Regions from separate parts of the Mus musculus genome. Here all the other regions are linked to region 1. A link is a contact called in public HiChIP or PLAC-seq data. All regions are on one chromosome and are shown on one strand. The core of a region is the stretch at or near the end of the contact, and the rest is flanking DNA. Distances in the headings are between cores, read along the strand shown. Region 1 holds the start of Uggt2 (UDP-glucose glycoprotein glucosyltransferase 2). Region 2 holds the start of Oxgr1 (oxoglutarate (alpha-ketoglutarate) receptor 1). Region 3 overlaps Oxgr1 (oxoglutarate (alpha-ketoglutarate) receptor 1). Region 4 has its middle 97 kb from the start of Gm41249. Region 5 overlaps Hs6st3 (heparan sulfate 6-O-sulfotransferase 3).

The links. HiChIP or PLAC-seq counts read pairs in DNA pulled down with a chosen protein or histone mark.
Region 2: a contact with region 1 is called in an H3K27ac HiChIP or PLAC-seq map of embryonic stem cells, with 15 times the contacts expected there. The contact joins the promoter of Oxgr1 here to the promoter of Uggt2 in region 1. A contact is called at or near these places in 13 of 39 promoter capture datasets (the 3T3-L1 cell line, cranial neural crest, embryonic stem cells and 7 more), 26 of 484 Hi-C or Micro-C datasets (brain, cardiomyocytes, cerebellar granule neurons and 17 more), 16 of 115 datasets of contacts at active chromatin or transcription factors (VIP interneurons, astrocytes, craniofacial prominence and 9 more) and 3 of 9 other capture datasets (adipose tissue, macrophages and pancreatic islet).
Region 3: a contact with region 1 is called in an H3K4me3 HiChIP or PLAC-seq map of stem cell-derived neural progenitor cells, with 11 times the contacts expected there. The contact joins the enhancer-like site here to the promoter of Uggt2 in region 1. A contact is called at or near these places in 1 of 39 promoter capture datasets (neural stem cells), 12 of 484 Hi-C or Micro-C datasets (Sertoli cells, brain, cerebellar granule neurons and 6 more), 10 of 115 datasets of contacts at active chromatin or transcription factors (VIP interneurons, astrocytes, craniofacial prominence and 7 more) and 1 of 9 other capture datasets (macrophages).
Region 4: an H3K4me3 HiChIP or PLAC-seq map of neural tube shows a contact between it and region 1, with 4 times the contacts expected there. The contact joins the enhancer-like site here to the promoter of Uggt2 in region 1. A contact is called at or near these places in 7 of 115 datasets of contacts at active chromatin or transcription factors (astrocytes, embryonic basal ganglia, embryonic hindbrain and 4 more).
Region 5: an H3K4me3 HiChIP or PLAC-seq map of embryonic basal ganglia shows a contact between it and region 1, with 6 times the contacts expected there. The contact joins the enhancer-like site here to the promoter of Uggt2 in region 1. A contact is called at or near these places in 3 of 484 Hi-C or Micro-C datasets (embryonic fibroblasts, ganglionic eminence and nephron progenitors), 11 of 115 datasets of contacts at active chromatin or transcription factors (craniofacial prominence, embryonic basal ganglia, embryonic forebrain and 6 more) and 1 of 9 other capture datasets (pancreatic islet).

What each region holds. Positions count from the first base shown.
Region 1 is chr14:119,098,180-119,100,696 of GRCm38.p6, reverse strand. It overlaps Uggt2 (UDP-glucose glycoprotein glucosyltransferase 2), which reads left to right and starts at 1,263. Exons shown (of 39, transcript NM_001081252.2): 1 at 1,263-1,486. The coding sequence starts at 1,356. Gm16835 (predicted gene, 16835) reads right to left here and starts at 1,732. Exons shown (of 7, transcript NR_153786.1): 1 at 622-1,732; 2 at 183-409.
Region 2 is chr14:120,041,179-120,043,695 of GRCm38.p6, reverse strand. It overlaps Oxgr1 (oxoglutarate (alpha-ketoglutarate) receptor 1), which reads left to right and starts at 1,261. Exons shown (of 4, transcript NM_001001490.3): 1 at 1,261-1,416.
Region 3 is chr14:120,018,886-120,021,402 of GRCm38.p6, reverse strand. It overlaps Oxgr1 (oxoglutarate (alpha-ketoglutarate) receptor 1), which reads left to right. Exons shown (of 4, transcript NM_001001490.3): 4 at 1-1,818. It also overlaps the pseudogene Gabarapl2-ps. Among named protein-coding and RNA genes, the nearest start is that of Oxgr1, 22 kb to the left of the region's middle. Within about 2 kb of position 1,257, at least 9 of the 459 cell types and tissues checked have an H3K27ac peak or open chromatin away from gene starts, as enhancers often do. A contact at or near this core is called in astrocytes, neural stem cells and stem cell-derived neural progenitor cells, where this site is marked.
Region 4 is chr14:119,894,998-119,897,514 of GRCm38.p6, reverse strand. No RefSeq gene overlaps it. Among named protein-coding and RNA genes, the nearest start is that of Gm41249, 97 kb to the right of the region's middle. Within about 2 kb of position 1,259, at least 16 of the 459 cell types and tissues checked have an H3K27ac peak or open chromatin away from gene starts, as enhancers often do. A contact at or near this core is called in neural tube, where this site is marked.
Region 5 is chr14:119,830,098-119,832,614 of GRCm38.p6, reverse strand. All of the region lies in intron 1 of Hs6st3 (heparan sulfate 6-O-sulfotransferase 3), which reads right to left. Among named protein-coding and RNA genes, the nearest start is that of Gm41249, 32 kb to the right of the region's middle. Within about 2 kb of position 1,259, at least 49 of the 459 cell types and tissues checked have an H3K27ac peak or open chromatin away from gene starts, as enhancers often do. A contact at or near this core is called in craniofacial prominence, embryonic basal ganglia, embryonic forebrain and 3 more, where this site is marked.

The DNA of each region.
Region 1 (2,517 bases), core at 14-2,513:
GTCAACATCTGATTTCCTTCTATCCCACATCTCAACCAAAAATGAAAAAACGAAAACAAAACATGTTAAGGATTCACAATATACTTTTCCTCAGGCTCCATGACGGGAAAGCAAGTTCGGCGCCCTTAGGTAAACTTCCCGTCTACCTACCCAGGACCTACCCAGGCCTTTTCGATACTTACTGATCCTCGGCATAAATTGTTCCAGAAATGAGTGAGGCATGAGTCCTCAGAGAAAAGTGCCATCTACAGTAGGAAGTAAGTAAGTTCTGCGTTCAGGTCCTAAAGTGAAAATCCAGCGACACGACAGCTGACAAAAGAGTCACTGGGAGAGAAGTCAGTAGTGAAGGTGCCACTTTGGCGTCGAGATTCACCTGAGCAGATTTTTGAACAGCATCTTCTAAAGAAAACTAAACACGTGAGGGTAAATGGAGTGCTTTCTCTCTTTCTCTGCCTCTCTTCATCTGTCTCGTGTGTGTGTGTGTGTGTGTGTGTGTGTGTGTGTGTGTGTGTGTTGGCAGCTGGAAGAGATGGGGTGTACCCACAGAGCAGAGGTGTACACAAATGGGAAGCAAGGGCTCTGTGCTCCTCCTGAACTACTTTTTCCCCACTTTTCTCTTACATTTCACTGCTATCATTTTCCGACTTTTCTTTTTCTATTCAGCTGTAATCTCTTGAAGCAGCGCCTCTCAGTCTTGTGGGGCACAGGAATCACCTGGGCCTTCCAAGGGGCTGAGAGTCAGGACACTTCTGCACCCAACTCCAAAAGCAAGTGGCAGGCCTGAGATGCCACTTCTGATAGCAGCAGGAGACCACTGAATCCTGGGGGGTGGGGGTGGCAGTGGCGGGGAGCGAGGTCCAGCCCTCAGAACCAGCCAGAGAGCAGGGAAAGCCCACTGATAGATAGATAAATCACAGCTCTCCCAACAGTGCACACAGGAGTCGCCTGCGCCTTTTTACGTCATTTTTGAGGCCTACTCTCGCTCCTGCTCCCCCCAGGTGATGCTAACCGGAAAGCTGGCCCTCACCCAGGGTCCCTGACCAGCGGGGCTGGGGCAGCTCCAGCTAGCGGTAGATTGGCATGGAAGGCTGGGTTCCCCAGACCCGGCGGCGGACCCTCCGAAAATCCTCGCGGCGGCCCTGCGTAGGCAAGGGGCCGATGTCCACCCGGGGGCTCCCCCCACTGCGCCCCTGGACCTCGCTGGCCACGCATGCGCACGCCCACGACCGGCGGACTAACGGACTGCAGCTCCCCCCACCGGAAGTGGACGGCGGAGCACCGGGAGGACCAGACCGTAGCGTGGCGTCTCGCGCTTCCCTCGGCGTGCCTTGGTGCGGGCCAGAGCCACGAAGGGGATGAGGCTGCTCCTGCGCTCCGTCGCGCTGTGGCTCGCCCTGCTCGGCGCCAGCACGGCGACTGCGTCCAAGGCGGTGACCGCCCACTTGACTGCGAAGTGGCCCGAGACCCCGCTGCTGCTGGAGGCCAGGTGGGTGCCCAGGCCCGGCTAGCGCCGCGGCCGGGGAGTGGCGGCGGGCGGAGGGACCCGGCATCCCTGAGACATCCCCTCCCGCAAGATGCTGTCAGACCTCGCGATTCAGGGTCGCTCACAGTCCCATGTCCCCTCAGATCCAGTGTCCGCCCAGTCCTGACGGCAATCCGAGGCGTTCTCCCGCCTGACCCCAGCATCCGCTTAGATTTGCAGTCCTCTGGAGCGAGCCCGCGCCCCCTTAGCGTCCCGAGCCGCACACTCCATCCCCTCAGACCTAATCAGAGGCTCTCAGATAGGGTTTCATCTCGTCGTCCACCCACCCCGCGCCCCCCCACACCCATAGCACCAATGCTCTAGATGGTCCCTGGACAACTCTTGCCACTCACTCGCCCCACCTTTCCCACGCACCTACGATTTTTAAAACTTCTGTGTCCCAAGTTTATTCCTGTTCCTGCGCTCTTGTTGATGTAGAGGGCAGAATGTGGCCTTTAGTGCAAGCTCTTCTGCAAAGTTCTAGTCAGCAGATAGTGCTTTGGAGTATAATTTTGATTTATATCCAAAATTAACAGTGGAGAAGGCAGTTTCTCGGTTACACCCTCCCCCCCAAATATCTCATCCAAAGGGATTTGTTTTCCGTTCTGTTTAGTTACCTTGTAGAAAGCAGACAATCGTAATCCCGCAAGCAGAAATGGCAACTCTGCTTCTCATGGTGATACACCTTTGTAATCCCTGGGGATTACATGAGTCTGTGGCTAGTCTGAAGTTACAAAAGGGAAACTTTGTCTCAAATTTAGTTCTTTAATATTGAGCATAAGCAGTTTTGTAACTGTTTTTTATGAATTTACAAGACAACATCCCATGGTTCTACAAAACAAAGGAAAAATCCACCACTATATTGCCTTGCCTTTACTTGATGGCACACAGCGTTTATTGACTAGGAGATTCTAGCTCAAATGTATCTGCTTCCTCTTATCTACAGTGCGTCCTGGCAGTGCATGGACCGGATCCTACATTTAGTCCCAGTCAGT
Region 2 (2,517 bases), core at 12-2,511, 940 kb before region 1:
GGCATACACTAGAGATGTCAAGGATTCTAATATGCTATATATACATTTGCTATAAACCACATAAGGTAACATTTTCTGAACATGGCCCAGAAAAGGGCCTTCCTTACATTTGCTTGGGAATTTCCTAGGACTCAATCATTTGGTGGAGAGAATGTCATGGTTGGAATTGTTGACAATGTCACAGATGACTAAATACCAGAAAGGGCAAAAGAGAGTGCAGAGGGTGCAGGCAGAGGAGTCACAGTTGTGCGGTTTCCAGAGGTCAGAGGAAGACTGTGTGGCACTCGGGTATAGAACAACTGATGTCACCAACTGGGCACACTTTCTCAACACTGGGCTTCAGTATCTCTGATGCCTCCCAGGGGTGTTCGGAAGATGAATGAGAAAATGTGAATAATTTGTTTACTCCCATTCCCTGAAAAGATAGCACACATTATGCAGCCACATCATATGCCTACTACTTCCACAGAGATGAAACCAAAGGGGGAGTGTGCTGATCTACTGACAGGGTAATATGGGATATCTAGCCTTCCACATCTGGGGATGAGGAAGAAAATGTTACAGCCCAATGTTCCCTAACAAACATCAGCAGCCCCAATCGTAAACCCTAGACGGTGGCGGCGATGCACGCGAGTGAGCACTTTCGGCTGCCTCTAACCTGTTTGTGTTGGAAGGAAATTCCCTCCACCAAAAGATTGAGTCCTAGGAAACCCCCAAGAAAATGTAAGGGAGACCCATGACTTTGGTGCTTTTCCGGGCATGCTCAGAAAGTGTTACCATATGTGGTTTATAACAAATGTATATATAGCATATTAGAACCCTCAGTGTCTCTGGTGTATGCCCATTGGTGAGAACGGGTAATTCCCATAAATAAACTCAAATTAGAGTCCACTTTTAATAGTCTCCAACCTAAATCCAAAGGAATGTAAACACTTAATATTTTCACCATCCTTAGAAACATACCAAGGCTGAAAGTGAAAACAGAACACGCAGTTAGAAGGAATGTTATAGCACAATGTTCTCTAACAAGCATCAGCAGTCCCAATAGTAAACCCCGGACGGCGGCGGCGCTGCATGTGAGCGCTTTCGGCTGCCTCTAACTGCCTCTAGCCTGTTCGTGTTGGACGCTTTTACTGTTTTCTGGCCACACAAAGTTAAGGGTCATCGGGGATAATTCATGCTGGGTACATTAACAGGCTAGGTTTTAAAGTGAAAATAATGAAACTGAGTATAATCCAGGACCCATACTAGAAGACAGCCAGACTAACCTGGAGTCCACGGCTCCGGGAAACGGTCTTTAGGAGGCCTTGGACATACGGGGAAGTCCCGTTTCTTTAAGCACGTGATTCTTCAGAGCTCACAAGAGTTGGTCAGGAGGAGAGGAGCAGCAACTTGAAAAGCCAGAATTCTGCCAAGGTACTGTGCAAATTACAAGGCAATTGATGGGTTCTTCTGATGCTTTAGCAGTCAGTTTGATCACCAAAGATGTTGACTCCCTGTGTTAACTACCCACCTTGCATGGCTCGGGAGTGCTAAATACTGGAACAGGCAAAGCAAAAAAGAAAAACAGTGTATGCATCATGCATGTGTGTACAGATCAGGAGTTAATCTCAGCTGTAGTTCCTTGAGAGCTCTCCCTATTGATTTTTGGAGGACAATGTTTCTCACTGCAACCTTAGGCTCCCTGATTAGGTGGCACTGGCCAGCTCAAGAGCCACAGAGATCTGCCATCAGCTGCTTCCCAGCCCTGGGAGCCTGATTGACTAGACATGTCTCCAGGATCTCAACAGTAAATGAAAACTCACTACAAAACTCATAAAGACACTGGCAGAGAATGGCTCATTTTCTGATATCAGAAGTTTTATGGAGTTTCAAAGTTGCTGTCCAAGTTCTTAGCATGTTCGGAAGCATGGCTGAGGTGAGATAAAGACAGTCATCAGGGAAGTCTAAAATGGGGCATCGTGTCAAGGTTATGCTGATTTTAGCAGAAGTCACTAAAAGGCATCAAATTTTGTCACATCCTCCTCCAGAAAAGTCTTACTAGGTCAACTGACATTTTTTCTTTATTTTTAAGAGGTTTATTTATTTTATTATATCTGTCTGTCTGTCTGTCTGTCTGTCTGTCTGTCTGTCTGTCTGTCTGTCTACCTAACTACCTACCTATCATCTATCTGTTTGAATGTTTTGCCTGCAAGTAGTACCACACAGTAATCTTCAAGGTTAGACGAGACTGTTGAATCACTTGGAACTGGAGTTACAGATGGTTGTAAGCCACCATATAGGTACTGGGACCTGAACCTGGGTCTTTTTCAAGATTGAGCAAGTGCTTTTACACACTTAGCCATCTCTCTAGGCCCAGGTCAGTTGTTCTTTCTTTGTTTCTTTTTTTTTTTTTTAAGATTTATTTATTTATTTTTATATGTAAGTACACTGTAGCTGTCTTCAGACACACCAGAAGAGGGCATCAGATCTCATTACGGATGGTTGTGAGCCACCATGTGGATGCTGGGATTTGAA
Region 3 (2,517 bases), core at 8-2,507, 920 kb before region 1:
ATCAATCAATCAATCAATCAATTAACACGCCCTGATAATTTGTATATAACTTCCAAGAAATCCTGAATACCCTCTCAGTGGAGCCCACAGTAACTACTGAGTATTCAGGTCATTATGAACCAAAGCCATGGGTAAGGGCCCTTATGAGATCTTTGCAATATGTTTGTTGATATCTTTGGGTAGAGAATGGGCTACACGAGTATCAATAAAGTATATAGAAAGATTAGAAACCATGGAACTCAGAGTATTTCTGTTGCCACCAACTAATTGCCTCCACACAGAAACTAGTGCTCGTACACTAAACCCCGGACCTCCTACAGCTTTAATGCCAAGATGGGAAGGCTCAAACAAACCAGAACCAAGCAAAAGCCAAGACACAGAAATATGTGGCTGAGGCAGATCTACCGCTTTCTGCCACCAGGAAGTGAATATTTAGTGAGGATAACTCCCTGGAACTCAGATGCATGGAATCTGCGAAGATCAAAGCAAAGTATTCCAACCTGGTTCCTGTGATCATGGAAAAAGTCTCTGGCTCTCAGATTGTTGACACTGAGAAAAGGAAGTACTTGGTCCCATCTGACATCACCTTGGCTCAGTTCCTGCGATGATCAGGAAAAGCATCCAGCTGTCCTCCGAGAAGGCCACCTTCCTGATTGTGGACAGGACAGTCCCACAGTCCAGCCTAACTATGAGATAGCTTTACAAGAAGGAAAAAGAGGAAGATGGATTCTTGTATGTGGCCTACATCGGAGAGAACACTTTTGGCTTCTGAGGCCCTTGCTGGGCTAGGCTCACCCTTCCTGCTTGTGTATCTTGTAAATAACTGGCTGTTCTCAGTTACTCCGCCAGAGCCTTCACACAGACCTGCTAGTGCATTTGTAACTGGATTTATTTCTTACTATATGGGAAGGTTTTGTTTCCTTAGATTAGTAAATTATCATACAGGGGAAAAAAGAGTGTTCTTTCATGCCTAGTTTCCTGTGCTTTCAGACTTTGGGGCTTGTGTTCACTGGAATCCTAGATTATCCAAAGGCATCTTGTGCTTTCTTAATGTTTTTACAACTCATTATCTTTACAAGTTTTTCTTCCTTTATTGGTCTGAGTTTTCCTTTCAGCTCTGGCTAGCTCTTTAGACTGAAGGAATACATTAGTTCTTTAGTCAGAAGAAAGACTGTGGAAATGGCCCAGTCAGCAAAATGCCTGCTATACAAGCATGAAGGCTTGGGTCTGGTCCTTAGAACTCACACACAAAAGCCTGATGCAAAGACATGCACTTGGAACCCCAGCTCTGGGCTGGCAGGAGCAGGCAGGTCCCTGGAGGGTGAGGGCCAGCCAGCCTAGACTACTTAGTGAGCTCTAACACAAATAGAAACCCTGACTCCAAAACTGACGAACCACAGCAAGGTGGCCCTCTGGCCTGAGTTTTCAGCGTTGTAGGCCACCTTAACAATTGCTTAATTTATAAATCATATTAAGTTTTATTGGTAATTGTCAACATTTCCTGGGGAAGGAAATTGGTGAAATAGAGCTACTCGTTAGTATCATATATACATTAGGCGCTAAGTCAAATCTAACATTGTTTTGATTTTCATGGGATAGATCTCCAGGAAACACTTATTCTCTTTAGGTATTGTAATCCTTTAGTACTATAATAAAAAATAATAACTGTAGAAATTGCTAAAGTTATTCTTGGGCTATGTTGTGCTTAATTAGTAGTAAATATAAGTCAGTTGATATAAATATTTGAGGAAATGCATGGTCTAGATCTTTTAAACCTTAAAGAATGTGTTGATATGACTAATAAACTTACATACAATTACTCTCTGAATTGGTCATTTGTTCCCACGAAACTGCGTCTTATTCATTAGTGTATTGAAAACAATGGTTCGAGAGCAAAAGGAAGCTTGAAAAATCAGACGTCGAATAATGGTCGGGGCTCAGGGCTTCTTCATAGGAAAGCGATTATCAGACTCTGTGGTTCAGCACTTCGCCCTGTCTCTGGGCAGACAGAATTCGGAAATGCTAGACTGCATTTACCCTATGCCCGCTGTCAGGTGCTAGGCGTGAGCAAAGAGCCAGGACACCACTGAGGATCTGGGAAAAATGCAACCTAAGATGTGGGAGACCAAAGTGCACAGAGGATTTGGAACATCGGGGGTCCACGGACCTGCCGTGAGGAATTTGAGAGCCTGGGGGCTCTCAAACTCTTGGGCATCCAGGCGCCACTGGGTCTCTGGGAGTTGGGAATGGAGTTGGGTCTAAGAGCTGAGGAGGCTGGGACCAGCGGGATGGAAAATCTGGCTTAGATCATAAGTGATTTTTCTTACCTTAGCAGTGGTTCTCTGAGAGAGGAGAGGGGTCTTTCTGAGGGAGACTTAGATGCAGCTCTGTAGATGAAGGCAGTCTCCATGCTCCTCATGGTGGTTCTTGATGAAAGAGACAGTCCTTGGTTTCAAGCTGTTTACTGATTATTCATCGTGGAAAATGGGTGCATACCACCTCCTCAGGGTGGACCAG
Region 4 (2,517 bases), core at 10-2,509, 800 kb before region 1:
AGTGAGGATTTCTAGATCTTTCAAAGGATGGGTTCGACATTACACCATCCTAGGATCTCCAAACCTGAACAGGAGGGCAGTAACAAAATGTTTGGTGATAAAACAGACCAGAAGAAACGCGTGTAAATATGGAAGATGGGTAGTGAAGGGTTGTTTGGGATGTGGGAAGTTCAGCAACTTCCTGCAGTGGCCACTTTCTAGAAGCAGGCTCATTAACTAGGTGTTTTGTCTTTGCCCCAGTAAGGGTGAGGAATACAAGTCACCCTTGCATTTAATGTATAGTATGAGGATACAAGAAAATCCTACAAAGTACATTTAACTTCATTTAAGAGTCATGTGGGATAGCCGGGCGTGGTGGCGCACGCCTTTAATCCCAGCACTTAGAAGGCAGAGGCAGGTGGATTTCTGATTTCGAGGCCAGCCCGGTCTACACAGTGAGTTCCAGGACAGCCAGGGCTACACAGAGAAACCCTGTCTCGAAAAAACAAAAACAAAAACAAACAAACAAAAAACCAAACCAAACCAACCAAACAAAAAACCAACCAACCAACCAACCAACCAAAGAGTCATGTGGTGTTTCCCTTGGTTATCCTTAGAAGATTAGGGATTATTAGTATTATGTTTTCGTCACAAAGGTACTTTGAGGTCAATTCTCTTGCTTTCTGAAGACATATGAATGATATATATGAATTCCTTCCTTGAGTTTCCTTAGCTTAGCAAGGTGTCAGCTAAATTTGCAAAGGAAATTTTCTTTCTCAAATAAATTAGAAGAAATCTCTAATGGAAATTCGGCTTGAGCCTTATAAGATTAAGTCTGGGGAGGTTATCGATAGATTTCATTGTGGGCACCAACCTTTGTCCCAGGACGTGTTATTAAAAAGGACCAGCCTGTAGAAGGAACTCCTTTTGATTATTCAGAGCAGCTTGATTGTTGCTGGAGATAAAATTTCTTTGTATCTGTCCTTGTCATTTTGTCGGGACAGTTCAGAATACCTGTGTTCAAGACCTGAACACTGTATGTCATATACTTTAATTTCCATCTCAGTGCAATTAAAAACATCAAAGCCACCCAGCTGGGAAGGTGAAGCATCCTTAATTTAGGAAGTCATAAATCAATCACTCTCAGCTTTTGCAGGGGGACTTTATATTCGCTGACCCAGATGATCCTACCAATGGCCCGAGGCAGGATTCCAGGCAGCACTGAAATGTGTCTGGTGATCTGAAGATAGGCGAGGACAGATGGGAACCTAAGCCGCAGCCTTGGCCTGAGGCAAAAACCACCTCCCTTGAGCTTATAAAAAGCACTTCCCACTCTGTCGCTCTTACAGGAATTGGGAAAGGGAAAGTAAAAGTGGTCTGAAATAATTTGAGCAAGAAAAAGGCTGCCTCTGTTTACTGAAATGAAAGAAGAGAAGGAATTTGCTGATAAGTTTCGAGAAGAAAAGAGGGAGGAAGATTAGGGGAAATTCATGTGGAAAGAGTCTCAGAAACGGTGGACGACAGCAGGCTAAATATTCTCTGGCTAACCATACTAGGCAGTTCTCCAAAAGGCCTGCTAGTGATCTTCCCGTCCTGTGTGCATGCCCTTGGTTGTTAGCTCCTCTGACAAGCTTCTTTGTTTGAGCTGATACAGGTGAGGTGATGGGTGCTGCTCCTGAACTTGAATTGTAAGACCGTAGCTTCCATCTGGCTAGCACTTTCTCATTGTGGTGTTCACTTTGGTGAAGGCAGCTGTGAGTGAGGCTGTGGGCTTCCCTCGGGAGAGAGACACACACAGTAAGGAACAAGAAACAGGGACTGGAGGAACAGAGGCCTTGGGTCCAATCTGCAGTGTGTTGGGTCTGCACCACACATGACATCCGCTGACCACCACTGATTGGGAAGCAGTTTCTGACTTACTAAGTGGGCAGAAGATCCTAGTCCCTGGAGGGATCTTGCATCTTTGAGGGATCATGAGAACAGTAGCATTGGGCTCAACAACACACATGTTCATTAACACACACAAGCTAAGATAAAGCTTCGATAATATGGAATGATTTTTATCACAGTCAATGATTAATGTACTAATTAGCCTGGGATGGCTTTGGAGAATATGAAACAAAGAGTCATTTGTAATGAACCAGGAAGTTATTAAACCTGGGAACTTTCTCTCATGGGAAAGATAATGGCTACTGATTCAGAACTTACTACAGTGTGAGGGCTATCAGCCGCCTTTACCAGCATGTGATGGGGACTCAGAAGCAGTACAGGAGGAAGGCAAGGGGGCGGGTGTTAAAGATGTGACCTGACTTAGAGGCTGTTGATTTAGGGTAGCTGTTCCAGTTACCCAGATGCAGTGTGGCTCATGTGATTGGTTAAGGGATATGTTGTCCTCTTGCGCGCGCCCAACTGGCCAGGAAGAACGACGCTGCAACAGGATCCTTCTGTACACGTTTATTGGGAGAGCATTGATTGCATAGGCGAAAGAAGAACAACCCCGAACAAAGAAAATTATGCTGCTTATATACCCCTCCATGT
Region 5 (2,517 bases), core at 10-2,509, 730 kb before region 1:
ATATGTATGGATGCCTAATTACAACCTCAGGATTTTAGCTTTTTATATACTAAGTGAAAGCCCACAGCTTTCCGCTGTATGCCCTGATCAGAGTTTGGAATAGAGGCGCTGACACATGAGAGGATGGATGCCACTGATGTGCCTTACTCTTCCGGAACAGAAAGGCAGTGACCCGCTGCCATTTCTTCCTGGAGCTTGAAATCTGTCAGAAATGTGAAATCAGAAACAGAAGGAAATGCACGCCTCAAATCCCCTTCTATAATTCTAATTTGCCTTGGCATATCGCAGTATTTAATCAATAAGAAAATATTTGGGTGAAGAGGACTCAACAAAAAAGAAGCGCGTTATTTTTAGACAATATTTTACGGGTTGGATAACTCTTAGGCCATATCAATGCCCTTATTCCCACCTGAGGGATCACTTAAAACCAGCTTATATGTCCCAGGGCAAAACCGTGGCAATAAATTCCCAGTGCTCCAGCCTTCTGAGAATTGATCGCAGATTTATCCATCTCTGCCTTTTGGTTCTGGAGCAGACTCTAAAGATCCCAGGATGACGGCGTGTGCTTGTGATCCTGCAGTACCAGAGACTTAATTAGACATCAAATGTGCACTGCCTAATGATGGCTGTTTAAATTATGTAGGCACACACTACAACTCTCAGACCCACACATGGGAAGGAAGCATGAGGTAAAAATACAGTAAATCCCCCTTTGAGACATCGGGATGTGGGGGGAAATACCTCGTCACCGCTGGCAGCCTCCCAACTCGCCCCTCTCCTCTAATAGTCTGGGCTGTTTCGTATTTCACAGTTCATTGCTGCTCTTTCTGTCTCCCCACAACCAAGTCTGCTCCACTTCGCATTTATCAATTTAATACCTTGGCTAATTTCATCCTAGAATAATGTTTCTGTTTATAGAAGTCTAGCCCCTGTGGCAGGCAGCGAATACTCAGGGGTTTCCGGGAAGCAATGTTAATGCACACTGAAGTGGTAGGAGAGGCCCTCCAATCACAGCCCAGCACCCGCTTCCACTGCCTAGTCCGCCCCAGCCTTGGGGGTGTGATTAGGATCCTGCTGTGTGCAGCTGTTCTCAGCACATCCTGGGACAGAGAAGGCAGGGGGTACCTCAGGACCAGACCCAGCGACCCCAATGAGAGGAACAACACGTAATTAATTATTTCAACTGAAGGTCAAGGGCCACTGTGTGTTATCAGGACACAACGCACTGATTGCTCAGGGCCAAGGACGCGTTCCATTCCCCTCCACAGCTTGTACCACACATGACCAAGGTGAAGCAGGATTTGATCTGCTCAACAAATTGGTGTGTTGCCGAGAGGGAAGAACTCTGGCTGATTAACGGAGGATTGATGACTGCGTATGTTCCCAGGTAGAACCATCTGGGCAGGTGTCTTTTAACTAAGATTAATAAGCATATGTCACCACACGTTACGAGAGGCACAATGGTGGAGAATCAAAAATTTCTGAGTCCAACTGTCACGCTGCCACCGAGCAAAAGAAATTTTTTCCCAGGTAAACAAAACATTGTTCCAGCTTGGCTAGAGAAAGGTGACCTAGCTGCACCCAAAATAGTTTATACCCAAGGTACATAGCTCTCCACATCTCTGGAAAAGCAGACATAAACCAGAGGCTTCTCCGCCCAGGCTAAAGTACAGGGTGTAAGATTTCCTCTCAGCCAGAAGTCCGCATGCATATGGCCCCAAGTCAACACCCAAGCTTATAAGGTTCTGTCTGCTGCCAAGCAGCAGGGCATTCGCGGGTTCTTCTCAAAGATTGGAGAATGAGGGACCAGGGGGACCTGTAATTGCCAAGGACAACTGCAGATAAGTTGAAGATCATGAAGACAAATCGGGAGTGTCTCAAAGCACGCCACAGCTTGCCCCATGATGCCAATTTAAAGTTTCTTCTACAATATGAACGTGGGCCAGCACCCTGAACTCCCAAGGAACTCTGAGCCCACATTTTGTTTTCGTGTCTTTTTTTTTTTTTTTTTTTTTTTTTTTAGTTTTTCGAGGCAGCATTTCTCTGTATAGCCCTGGCTGTCCTGGAACTCACTTTGTAGACCTGGCTGGCCTTTAACTCAGAAATCCGCCTGCCTCTTCCTCCCAAGTGCTGGGATTAAAGGCGTGTGCCACCACACCCGGCTGCATTTTGTTTTCAAATGCAGGACCAAAGTATGTTTCCTCTCTGTAACCGATGTGTGGGAATATTATTTTACATCTTTCTGGGAAACTGTGGGCAGCACCTTCTCACAATGACTGCAAAGTCCCTGGGAAACAGTATCTTGTCTACAAAAGATGATTATATTCATGTGTAAACCATATATTAAAATAATAAAAATATAAGAAATAATAATTCCATCTGTAGTCCCTGTGAAATCTTTATATCAATGAAGACAGATAGATCTCTTAACATACATCTCTATGTCTCCATGAATTGAAAACGGTCACCTCACTGGAAGCAGAATGCAAACGTGAAGTCCAGGCACAGCAGAGAGAA